2 separate regions of the Mus musculus genome follow, and region 2 is linked to region 1. The links are chromatin contacts, called in public HiChIP or PLAC-seq maps. All regions are on one chromosome and are shown on one strand. The core of a region is the stretch at or near the end of the contact, and the rest is flanking DNA. Distances in the headings are between cores, read along the strand shown. Region 1 overlaps Rtf1 (RTF1, Paf1/RNA polymerase II complex component). Region 2 has its middle 35 kb from the start of Tyro3.

Region 1 (4,873 bases), core at 116-2,615:
AAAAAATGAGCCCGGTGTGGTGGCACACGCTTTTAATCCCAGCACTCGGGAGGCAGAGGCAGGCGGATTTCTGAGTTCGAGGCCAGCCTGGTCTACAAAGTGAGTTCCAGGACAGCCAGGGCTATACAGAGAAACCCTGTCTCGAAAAACCAAAAAAATTAAATAAATAAATAAATAAATAAATAAATAAATAAATAAATAAATAAATGAGCATGCTTGAGTCAGGCTAGGCTCTATGATATTTGGTAGGTTGGGTCAGTGTTTTGGCTCCCATTGCGTTGATATGCAGTTCTTTAATAAGCTGAAGGAAGTCTGTTCATAGGAATGGACATTTGGAAATGTGATTGTTAGTGTAATGTAAACTAAATAGCTTAGGGTCATATTTATGCCTTCTGTACTAATGTGCATTATTCAGTAGTCGGCTTTTTGTTGGTTTGTGGTTCTCGTGATAGATCCCAGGGCCTCAAAATTTCCACTACAGAGTGGTGCCTTCCTTTTTGATTTTTAAGACAAGTTTTCCTGTGTAGTAGCATATGCCATTAGTTCCAGCACTTGGGACCAAAGGCAGGTGGATCTCTGAGTTTCGAGGTTAGCCTGGTCTATATAGTGAGTTCCAGGACAGCCAGAGCTACTTACTAAAAAACAAACAAATATACAAAAGGTAAATAAAATGTAATTAATTTTTACTTATTTACTTTTGTTTTTTCAAGACAGGGTTTCTTTGTGTAGCTCTGGCTGTCCTGGAACTTAATTTGTACACCAGGTTGGCCTCTGCCTCCCGAGTACTGGGATTAAAGGCATGTACCACCGTCACCTAGTGTAATTAATTTAAGTAAAAAATAAAGTAAGTATACTATTTCACTTCATCCAGACAAAAATTATTGAGAAAGTCATAATCTTGTCTTGACTTTTATATTGTGTGTGTGTGCTTGTTTTGTGTACGATATATGTAGGTACTCATGACTATGTGTGCACACAAAAGTTATAATAGAGTGTCTGTCAGGTGTCAGGTGTCTTTGTATTCTACCTGTTCATCTGAGGCAGGATCTTGGCTAAGCTAGAGACCAGCAAGCCCCAGTGATAGTCCTATTTCCACCCCACTCCCTATGGAGCTGAGATTACAGGAATATGTAGACTGCCTGGCTTGTTCTGTGGATGCTGGGATATGAACTCTGTACTTCATGGTTGTGTACCATCTTAATGGCTGAGCCATCTGTCCAGCCCTTGAATTTAGAATGTCATTTTACTAATTAAGGAAAGTAATGTGGGCCAACTTTGGTAGCTCACGCCTCTGTTCCCAGCACTCAGGAAGCCAGACTGAAACTGTCTTCAATAAAACAAAAGGTTGAAATGTTGGTCTGGGATGTGGCTCGGTGTACATTGTTTACATGGTTTACCAAGTCATCAGCACTGCTGTAAACACTCAAGTGTTTAATCAGAATCTGTTTAAGGCTCCCGAGGGGTTGCCACATTTATTTTAAATGACAAAAGTTCTTTCTCTTCTCCCAAAAAGGTCAAAGTAAACTTGTCTTTTGTCTTGGGTAACAGAGCTCCCAGAACTAGCTTCCTGTCCTTTCTACCTGTTATATTAGAAGAAAATTGAAGCATGTTAGCTGTTAATTCTGTTGCCTCAGGAGCCTGTTTGTCCCTTCTGAAGACCATATTAAGTTATGATAAGTTATCCTAGACAAGAATGTTTGGCTTTCAGTCAGCAGAAAGTGGTAGGTATTCATTTTGAGTGTGAATGCCTACAAGGTAACTTGTATTGCAAGAAACAGGACTTGGAATACTGCCTTGGAGTTGTGGGTGAGGAAAGGTGACTTCTAAAGTTTGGGTTTCTGAACTGTGGAGACCATAAGAAAGGCCAGGATCGGGCTGGAAAGATGGCTCAGCGGTTAAGAGCACTGACTGCTCTTCCAGAGGTTCAATTTCCAGCAATCACATGGTGGCTCATAACCATCTGTAATGGGATCTGATGCCCTCTTCTGGTATCTGGTGTGTCTGAAGAGAGCAATAATATATTGATACATATAAAATAAATCTTTTAAAAAAAAAAAAGGCCAGAATCACAAATTTTTAGAGTAGTTTGTCCTAATTTTTTTTTTTTCCCAGACAGGGTTTCTCTGTGTAGCCCTGGCCATCCTGGAGCTCACTCTGTAGACCAGGCTGGCCTCGAACTCAGAAATCCGCCTGCCTCTGCCTCCCAAGTGCTGGGATTAAAGGCGTGGGACACCACCGCCCGGCTGTCCTAAATTTTATATTTGAGTTTTTTTCCATTTTATTGTTTTATTTTTGAGACAAGGCTTACCATCTAACTTGAATGGTCTGGAACAATGTAGACCAGGCTGACTTCAAACTCCTAGAGATGCTCTTGCCTCTTTCCTCAGTTTTATGACTAAAAGTGAGTTTTATCTTTTTATGGTAATGGACGAACTGGGGATCAAACTGAAGCAGATTTTCTCAAGCTTGGAAAGTATGCCATCACTGAGCCTCTATTTTTCCCCTTTAAGAAGCAGGTGGTATTTAGTGACATTTTTAGCAGCTAAAAGAATGTGGAAGGTGGTGACAAAGCTCCTGAGCTCCATGATATTCTGTAGCTCTGGAGCAGTACATGATAGCCACTCAAAAAACTCTCTTCACCTTTTCTTGCTGTTTTGGAAAGTTTTGGGTTTGGGGGTTTCTTTTTTGTTTGTTTGTTTGATTTTGGTTTTTTGCTGTTTTTGTTTTTAGTTTTTCAAGATAGGGTTTCTCTGCATAGCTGTGGCTGTCCTGAAACTATTCTTTGTAGACCAGTCTGGCCTTGAACTCTCAGAGATCCCTTGCTTTGGCCTCCTGATTGCTGGGATTAAAGGCCCGAGCTACAACTGTCCACTTCTTTCTTTTATTATTATTATTATTATTACCATTTTTAAATGTTGTTGTTGTTGTTTTAGTTTTTTCGAGACAGGGTTTCTCTGTATAGCCCTGGCTGTCCTGGAACTCACTCTGTAGACCAGGCTGGCCTCGAACTCAGAAATCCGCCTGCCTCTGCCTCCCGAGTGCTGGGATTAAAGGCGAGCGCCACCATAACCGGCTTAAACTGTTTTTCTGTCTGGGTGTATTCCCTTCATGTGTGTCTGTGTGCCATGTAAGTGCCTGGTGCCTGCAGAAGTTAGAAGAGGACATCAGGTCACCCAGATCTGGACTTACAAATGGCTGTAACTACTGCATTGAGTTCTGGTAATCCAACCCAGGCCTGTGCACCTAAGCATGGAGGAGCCATTTCTCCAGTCCCTAGAGAGTCTCCTCCTGAGCTCAATTAGTCCTTACACCTTAGTGCCGACCCCCAAGTGGGACACAGGGATATACACCAAATGCTTAACTTCACTTAGCTTGGGTTTTTTTTAATTAGTCCATGTAGCATTTATTGGCACTTCATTCCCTGTTAGAGCTGAGTAGCATTCCATTATACATATATGCTGTAGTTTGTTTGTGAATTTGCCATTAAAGTTGTTCTGGCCTTTTTTTCTAGCATGCATAATGCACTGTGTCTTAGTTGGGAATTCCATTGCTGTGAGGAGAACCATGACCAAGGCAGCTCTTATAAAGGCAAACAGTTAGTTGGAGCTTGCTTATAATTTCAGAGGTTCAGTCTATTATCATCAAGATGGGAAGCATGGCAGCGTACAGACTTGGTGCTAGAGAAGGAGCTGAGAGTTGTACATCTCGATCTTAAGCCAACCACACTGGGTGGAGCCTGAGCATAGAGGCCTCAAAGCCCACCCCCTAGGTGACACACTTTCTCTAACAAAGCTACACTTCCTCCAACAGGACCACACCTCCTAATAGTGCCACTTCCTATGGACCAACCATATGCAAACCATTACATAGCAGAAATGCTGATATTCAAATGTTTGAGTACCTATTTTCAGTTAATTTGGGCATATCTGCTGCGTTTTCATTTGAGACATGTTTATTTTCTTTATTGAGATAGAGTCTCATGTATCCCAAACTAAACTCATATACCTGAGGATGACCTTGAACTCCAGTTTTGAATGTTTTTTTTTCTCATGTCCATTCCAATAAAGATTTTGAAGTGGTTGGGTTTTTTGGGGGGGCTGGTGGGGGCGTACTCTATTTTGTTTTTGCTTTTTAGTTGAGTTCATTTGTATAAGTATTTTGCCTATCTGTTGTGTACCACCTGCATGTTTGGTGCTCACAGAAGCCAGAAGTGGGGATCATGTTCTGGAGCTACAGACGATTGTGAGCTGCCATGTGGGTGCTGGGAATCAAACCTGGGTCCTCTGGATGAGCAGGCAGTGCTCTAAATCACTAAGCATCTCTCTGTGCCCCACAGACAACAATTTTAACATGCTTATTGGGCATTGGAGTTTCTTTCAGGAAGCAAAAAAAATTATTTTTGTGTGTGTCTAAGACTTGTATTTTAAAATGTTTAACTCCCTTACTTATTACTTCTTGTCTTCTAGCCAAAAGAAACCAGTCTTTACATATATTTTATTGCTTTTTAAAAACCAAACAAATCTCTTTTAACCAGATTTGAAATTAAGAAAAAACTAAAAACAGCCAAAAAGAAAGAGAAGAAAGAAAAAAAGAAAAAGCAGGAAGAAGAACAAGAAAAGAAGAAGCTGACACAGATTCAGGAATCTCAGGTAGGAGGCCTCCCCAGAGCACAGACTCAGGAATCTCAGATAGGAGGCCTTCCCAGAGCACAGACTCAGGAATCTCAGGTAGGAGGCCTTCCCAGAGCACAGACTCAGGAATCTCGGGTAGGAGGCCTTCCCAGAGCACAGACTCAGGAATCTCAGGTAGGAGGCCTCCCCAGAGCACAGACTCAGGAATCTCAGGTAGGAGGCCTTCCCAGAGCACAGACTCA
Region 2 (4,941 bases), core at 1,172-3,671, 130 kb after region 1:
CTTGGCTCTGCCTCCTGAGAGCTAGGATTAAAGACATGTACATGTACATCACCAGAGGCATCATATATCCTGGAGATGGAGTTATAAGAGCTTGTCAGTTGCTCATAGTAGGTTCTAGGAATAAAACTCAGATCTTCTGCCGGGCGTGATGGTGCACGCCTTTAGTCTCAGCACTCAGGAGGCAGAGGCAGGTGGATTTCTGAGTTTGAGACCAGCCTGGTCTACAAAGTGAGTTCCAGGACAGCCAGGGCTATACAGAGAAACCCTGTCTCGAAAAATCAAAACAAACAAACAAACAAACAAAAACTCAGGTCTTCTGTAAGAGCAATACTACTCAACTACTGAGCATTCCTTCCAACTCCTTAGTCTACTTTTAATTATGTGTATGAGTATGTGTATGTATCAGTGTGTGGTTATACACATATGAATGTAGGTGCCTATGGAGGCTAGAAAAGGGCATCAGATCCCCTGGAACGCAAATTACAGGACGATTAAAATAGGTGCTAAAAACCAAACCTGGCTCCTCTTGAAGATCAGCAAGTGCACTTAACCACTGAGCCAACTCTCGAGGCTCCAGAGTAACATCTTAAAAAAAAAAAAAAAAAGAAAGAAAGAAAACCCTGCTACTCATCTCCTTCCTAGATAGCTGATTATGCACAGAGAAGCCAGGGAAGAAAGAGAGAGGCAGTCAGCATCTGAGAGCTCAGTCAGCCTTCTAGTCAGGAGGTCTGCCACACTTGTGATATGTATGCCTCTCTTGGTATCAGTTCCTTATTCTCTGAATATCTGGGTTCAAATATTTCTTGAAACCCTGATTACAGTTAGTTTTTATTGGTATCAGCCTAGCACTTTTCCAGAACACAAGTATGTCTTTGTAATAGAGAATATAAAAGTGCCCTGTCTGTCCCCTCTATGCCTTATCAATTTTACTATGTGCTTCCATCTGACCTCAGACTTGGAACTTGAGATCCTCCTGCCTCAGACTCCCAACTTCTGGCATAACAGCGGTGTATCACTGTACTCAGTTTACACTGATTCAAAGTAGACTTTATCCATCATGCAAGTGCATCTCTGTGAGTTCCAGACCAGCCTCGTCTACATAATGAGACAAAAACAAAGCAGTAAACAAACACAAGCAGACCATGAACTTCTGATCTTCCTGCCTCTACTTCCCAAGTGCTAGACTAGAGGTCTGCCCCATGGAGCCTGGCAAGAACCTTTAGTCTAGGGAGGGAAGGTGGCTCCAATGCTCGCCAAGTTTGAGGACCTGATTTTTACTTCCAGCGTCCACATAAGAAAACAGTAGATAGGGTTATAAACACTTGTAACCCTAGTGCCAGGGAAGCAGAGGTAGGCTAGCTAGCCTAGAGACGTGTCTCAAATACTTAAAAAAGAAAGAGAAAAAGGATAGACTTGAGGAATGACACTCAATATTATCCTCTGGGCTTCCCTGTGCATTTGTATGTGTACACAGACACACACATGCACACACGCACGCACACACACACATGGGCTTGCACACACACACTCACACACACGTGCTCACACATGCACTCACACACACATGCTCACACATGCACACTCACACACACACATGCACACTCAAATGAATCCTTTGTCTTTTTTATTTTTTTTGTTTTTTGGATTGTGTAGACAGGGTTTCTCCATGTAGCCCTGGCTGTCCAGGAACTTGATTAAAGGCATGAGAGTCACCACTGCCTAGATGAGAATCTTTTTTAAAAGCAAATGCTTGCTCTGCTATGCATCATGGTGCATAACTCAGAAGGCAGAGGTTCTAAGTGAGTTCATGGTCTTGGTACTCGTCTAGCATGTACAAAGGCCTGTGTCCCAAACCCAGCCACACAGGAGAAAAGGAAATAATAAATAAAAAAGATAGGACTGGACATAGTAGCACAACCCTGTAATCCTAACATTTGGAAAATGGAAGCAGGAACATCAGAAGTTCAATGTCAGCTGGGCAGTGGTGGCACACGCCTTTGATCCCAGCAATTGGGAGGCAGAGGCAGGCAGATTTCTGAGTTTGAGGCCAGCCTGGTCTACAGAATGAGTTCCAGGACATCCAGGGCCACACAGAGAAACCCTGTCTCGAAAAAAAAAAAGTTCAAAGTTATCTTCAGCAGTGTAGCCCATTCCAGAACAGCCTGGGCTACATGAGTCTATCTCATAAACCACCCAAAATAGATGCTTCTAGAAAAAAAATCTTGGTGTCCCACAAAGGAACACACAGACGAAGAGAGAATAAAAGGAAAGGGGTTGGGAAACTCTGGCAAGGCTAACTACCTTTGATTTTAAAAAATGTTTTTCAGATTTATGGTTGAGGAGGTTAAAGCCCACACTCAGCAAATATGAAGCCTTGGGTTTGATCTTTTAGCGCTGATTAAACTGGGTGTGGTCATGGTGTCTGGAATCCCAGTTCTCAGCAATCAGACACACCCAGCCATTTTAGGCTACTTACTGAGCTGATTACCTATTTGTCAGCCTCACCCAGCTGGGGTCATCTGGGAAGAGGGATCGATCCTCAGCTGAGAAAATGGCTCCATCAGATTGGCCTGTGGGCAAGTTTGTGGGGAATTCTCTCTCTCTCTCTCTCTCTCTCTCTCTCCTCTCTTTGGTTTTTCGAGACGGTGCTTCTCTGTATAGCCCTAGCGCTGGCTGTCCTGGAACTCACTTTGTAGACCAGGCTGGCCTCGAACTCAGAAATCCACCTGCCTCTGCCTCCTGAGTACTGGGATTAAAGGCATGTGCCACCATGCCGGGCACAGTAAGCAGCACTCTTCCATGGCCTCTGCTTCAGTTCCTGCCTCCAGGTTCCTCCCTCTACCTCCCTTCACAATTTAGTATAAACTTGAGGCGAAATGAATCATTTCTCCAAGTTGCTTTTGGTCATAGTGTTTAGCACAGCAATAGAAACTCCAACTAAAACGGCTACGTAGCAAGTTTGTGGTCGATCTCAAATAAAATAAAACGATGAAATGAAAGAAAAAAATTCCAAAGAAAGGTCATTCTTATCTTTTTTTCTTTCTTTTTTAAAATTTTTTTTAGGGGTTGGAGAGATGGCTCAGTGGTTAAGAGCACTGACTGCTCTTCCAGAAGTCCTGAGTTCAATTTCCAGCAACCACATGGTGGCTCACAACCATCTGTAATGGGATCTGATGTGCTCTTCTGGTGTATCTGAAGACAGCTACAGTGTACTCATATACATAAAATAAACATTAAGACACCTAACTTGTCCTATTTTTTTTCATATATGTATGCATGCCAGAAGAGGGCATCAGATCACATTATAGATGGTTGTGAGCTACTAAGTGGTTGCTGGGAATTGAACTTAGAACCTCTGGAAGGGTACCCAGTGACCTTAACCACTGAACCACCTTTCTAAGTCTCCGCTCCCTTTTTTTTTTTTTTTTTTTTTTTTTTTTGATACACTGTCTTTCTATGTAGCCCTGGCTGGCCTGGTACTTAATAGATTAGGCTAGCCTTGAATTCACAGAAATTACCTGCTTCTGCCTCCCTAGTGCTGTGATTAAAGGTGTGTGCCAGCCGGGCGTGGTGGCGCTCGCCTTTAATCCCAGCACTCAGGAGGCAGAGGCAGGTGGGTTTCTGAGTTCGAGGCCAGCCTGGTCTACAAAGTGAGTTCCAGGACAGCCAGGGCTATACAGAGAAACCCTGTCTCGAAAAACCAAAAAAAAAAAAAAAAGATAAAGGTGTGTGCCATCATGATCAGTTCTTATCTTTCAAACATCTTTTATTTTTATGTTTAGCTTACTTTCTGAGGTCAGAGGTGGTTGTTGAGAGTCCTCTTCTTCTTCCTCCTCCCCTCTTCCTTCTTCCTTATTGGTGTTCTGCCTGCATGTTTGTCTCTGTGAAGGTGTCAGGAGCTCTGGAACTGGAGTTAGTTACAACTGCCGTGTGCTCTTAACTGCTGAGCCATCTCTCCAGCCCCAAGAGTCCTCTTCTATTACTTTTTCTCTGGTCTCCATTCCCAACGCCCAACAGCTCTGGAATTACAGGTGTGGGCTGGATCATGACAGGCTTGGTACATGGGTACAAGAAACCTAACTCATGTCCTCCAGGTTATACACAAGTGCTCTCAACTACCAAGTCATCCATGGCTGTCAACTTAACTTATGACTACCTTCAATTTGTTGGCCATTCATGAACACAGCACTCACCAACGCCTCAGGCAAACAAGTATGAGCTATGGGCGTCTTTGTTTCTTATCTCTCCTGTGTCACCTTCAGTGATGGGAAGAGCAGGCTTCATGGGTTAGCTTTTTTCTTGGCTTGTGGAGAGTCTCTCCCTCGCCTTGGAACCCATGTTGTTTATACTTTGCTTTAGACAGGGTTCTGAGAACTCCACACTATATCTTATCTGAGTTTTTGTTCTGAAAATGAACTACACAGCCTGAACTGGCTTTGAAATCAAGGTCCTCCTGCCTCAACCTGTTGAGTGCTAGGATAACCGGGGAGTGACGTAACACTGTTCCAGGTTCTTTGACCCAGAGAAGTCAGAAACTTCCTTTCTCCTTTGTTGGGATTATCAGGGCTTTCTGTGGGTTATCTCACTGGCTAGAAACACCCATCTATAGCCTTCCATCCAGTGCTTACTAGTCCTGCTAAAGAAAACAAGAGAAAACAAGAGAGAAGAGAAGAGAAGAGAAGAGAAGAGAAGAGAAGAGAAGAGAAGAGAAGAGAAGAGGAGAGGAGAGGAGAGGAGAGGAGAGGAGAGGAGAGGAGAGGAGAGGAGGGGAGGGGAGGGGAGGGGAGGGGAGGGGAGGGGAGGGGAAGGGAGGGGAGGGGAAGGGGAGGGGAGGGAAGGGGAAGGGAAGGGGAAGGGAGGGGAGGGGAGGGGAAGGGGAGAGAGGGGAAGGAAAGGAAAGGAAAGGAAAGGAAAGGAAAGGAAAGGAAAGGAAAGGAAAGG

What was found. HiChIP or PLAC-seq counts read pairs in DNA pulled down with a chosen protein or histone mark.
Region 2: an H3K27ac HiChIP or PLAC-seq map of embryonic stem cells shows a contact between it and region 1, with 6 read pairs. The contact joins two enhancer-like sites. A contact is called at or near these places in 1 of 15 datasets of contacts at CTCF or cohesin (large pre-B cells), 4 of 484 Hi-C or Micro-C datasets (cerebral cortex, embryonic stem cells and epidermal suprabasal cells), 3 of 115 datasets of contacts at active chromatin or transcription factors (all in embryonic stem cells) and 2 of 9 other capture datasets (adipose tissue and liver).

Annotation. Positions count from the first base shown.
Region 1 is chr2:119,706,431-119,711,303 of GRCm38.p6, forward strand. Rtf1 (RTF1, Paf1/RNA polymerase II complex component) reads left to right here. Exons shown (of 18, transcript NM_030112.2): 5 at 4,535-4,649. Among named protein-coding and RNA genes, the nearest start is that of Gm25857, 32 kb to the right of the region's middle. Within about 2 kb of position 1,366, at least 5 of the 459 cell types and tissues checked have an H3K27ac peak or open chromatin away from gene starts, as enhancers often do. A contact at or near this core is called in embryonic stem cells, where this site is marked.
Region 2 is chr2:119,831,965-119,836,905 of GRCm38.p6, forward strand. No RefSeq gene overlaps it. Among named protein-coding and RNA genes, the nearest start is that of Tyro3, 35 kb to the left of the region's middle. Within about 2 kb of position 2,422, at least 9 of the 459 cell types and tissues checked have an H3K27ac peak or open chromatin away from gene starts, as enhancers often do. A contact at or near this core is called in embryonic stem cells, where this site is marked.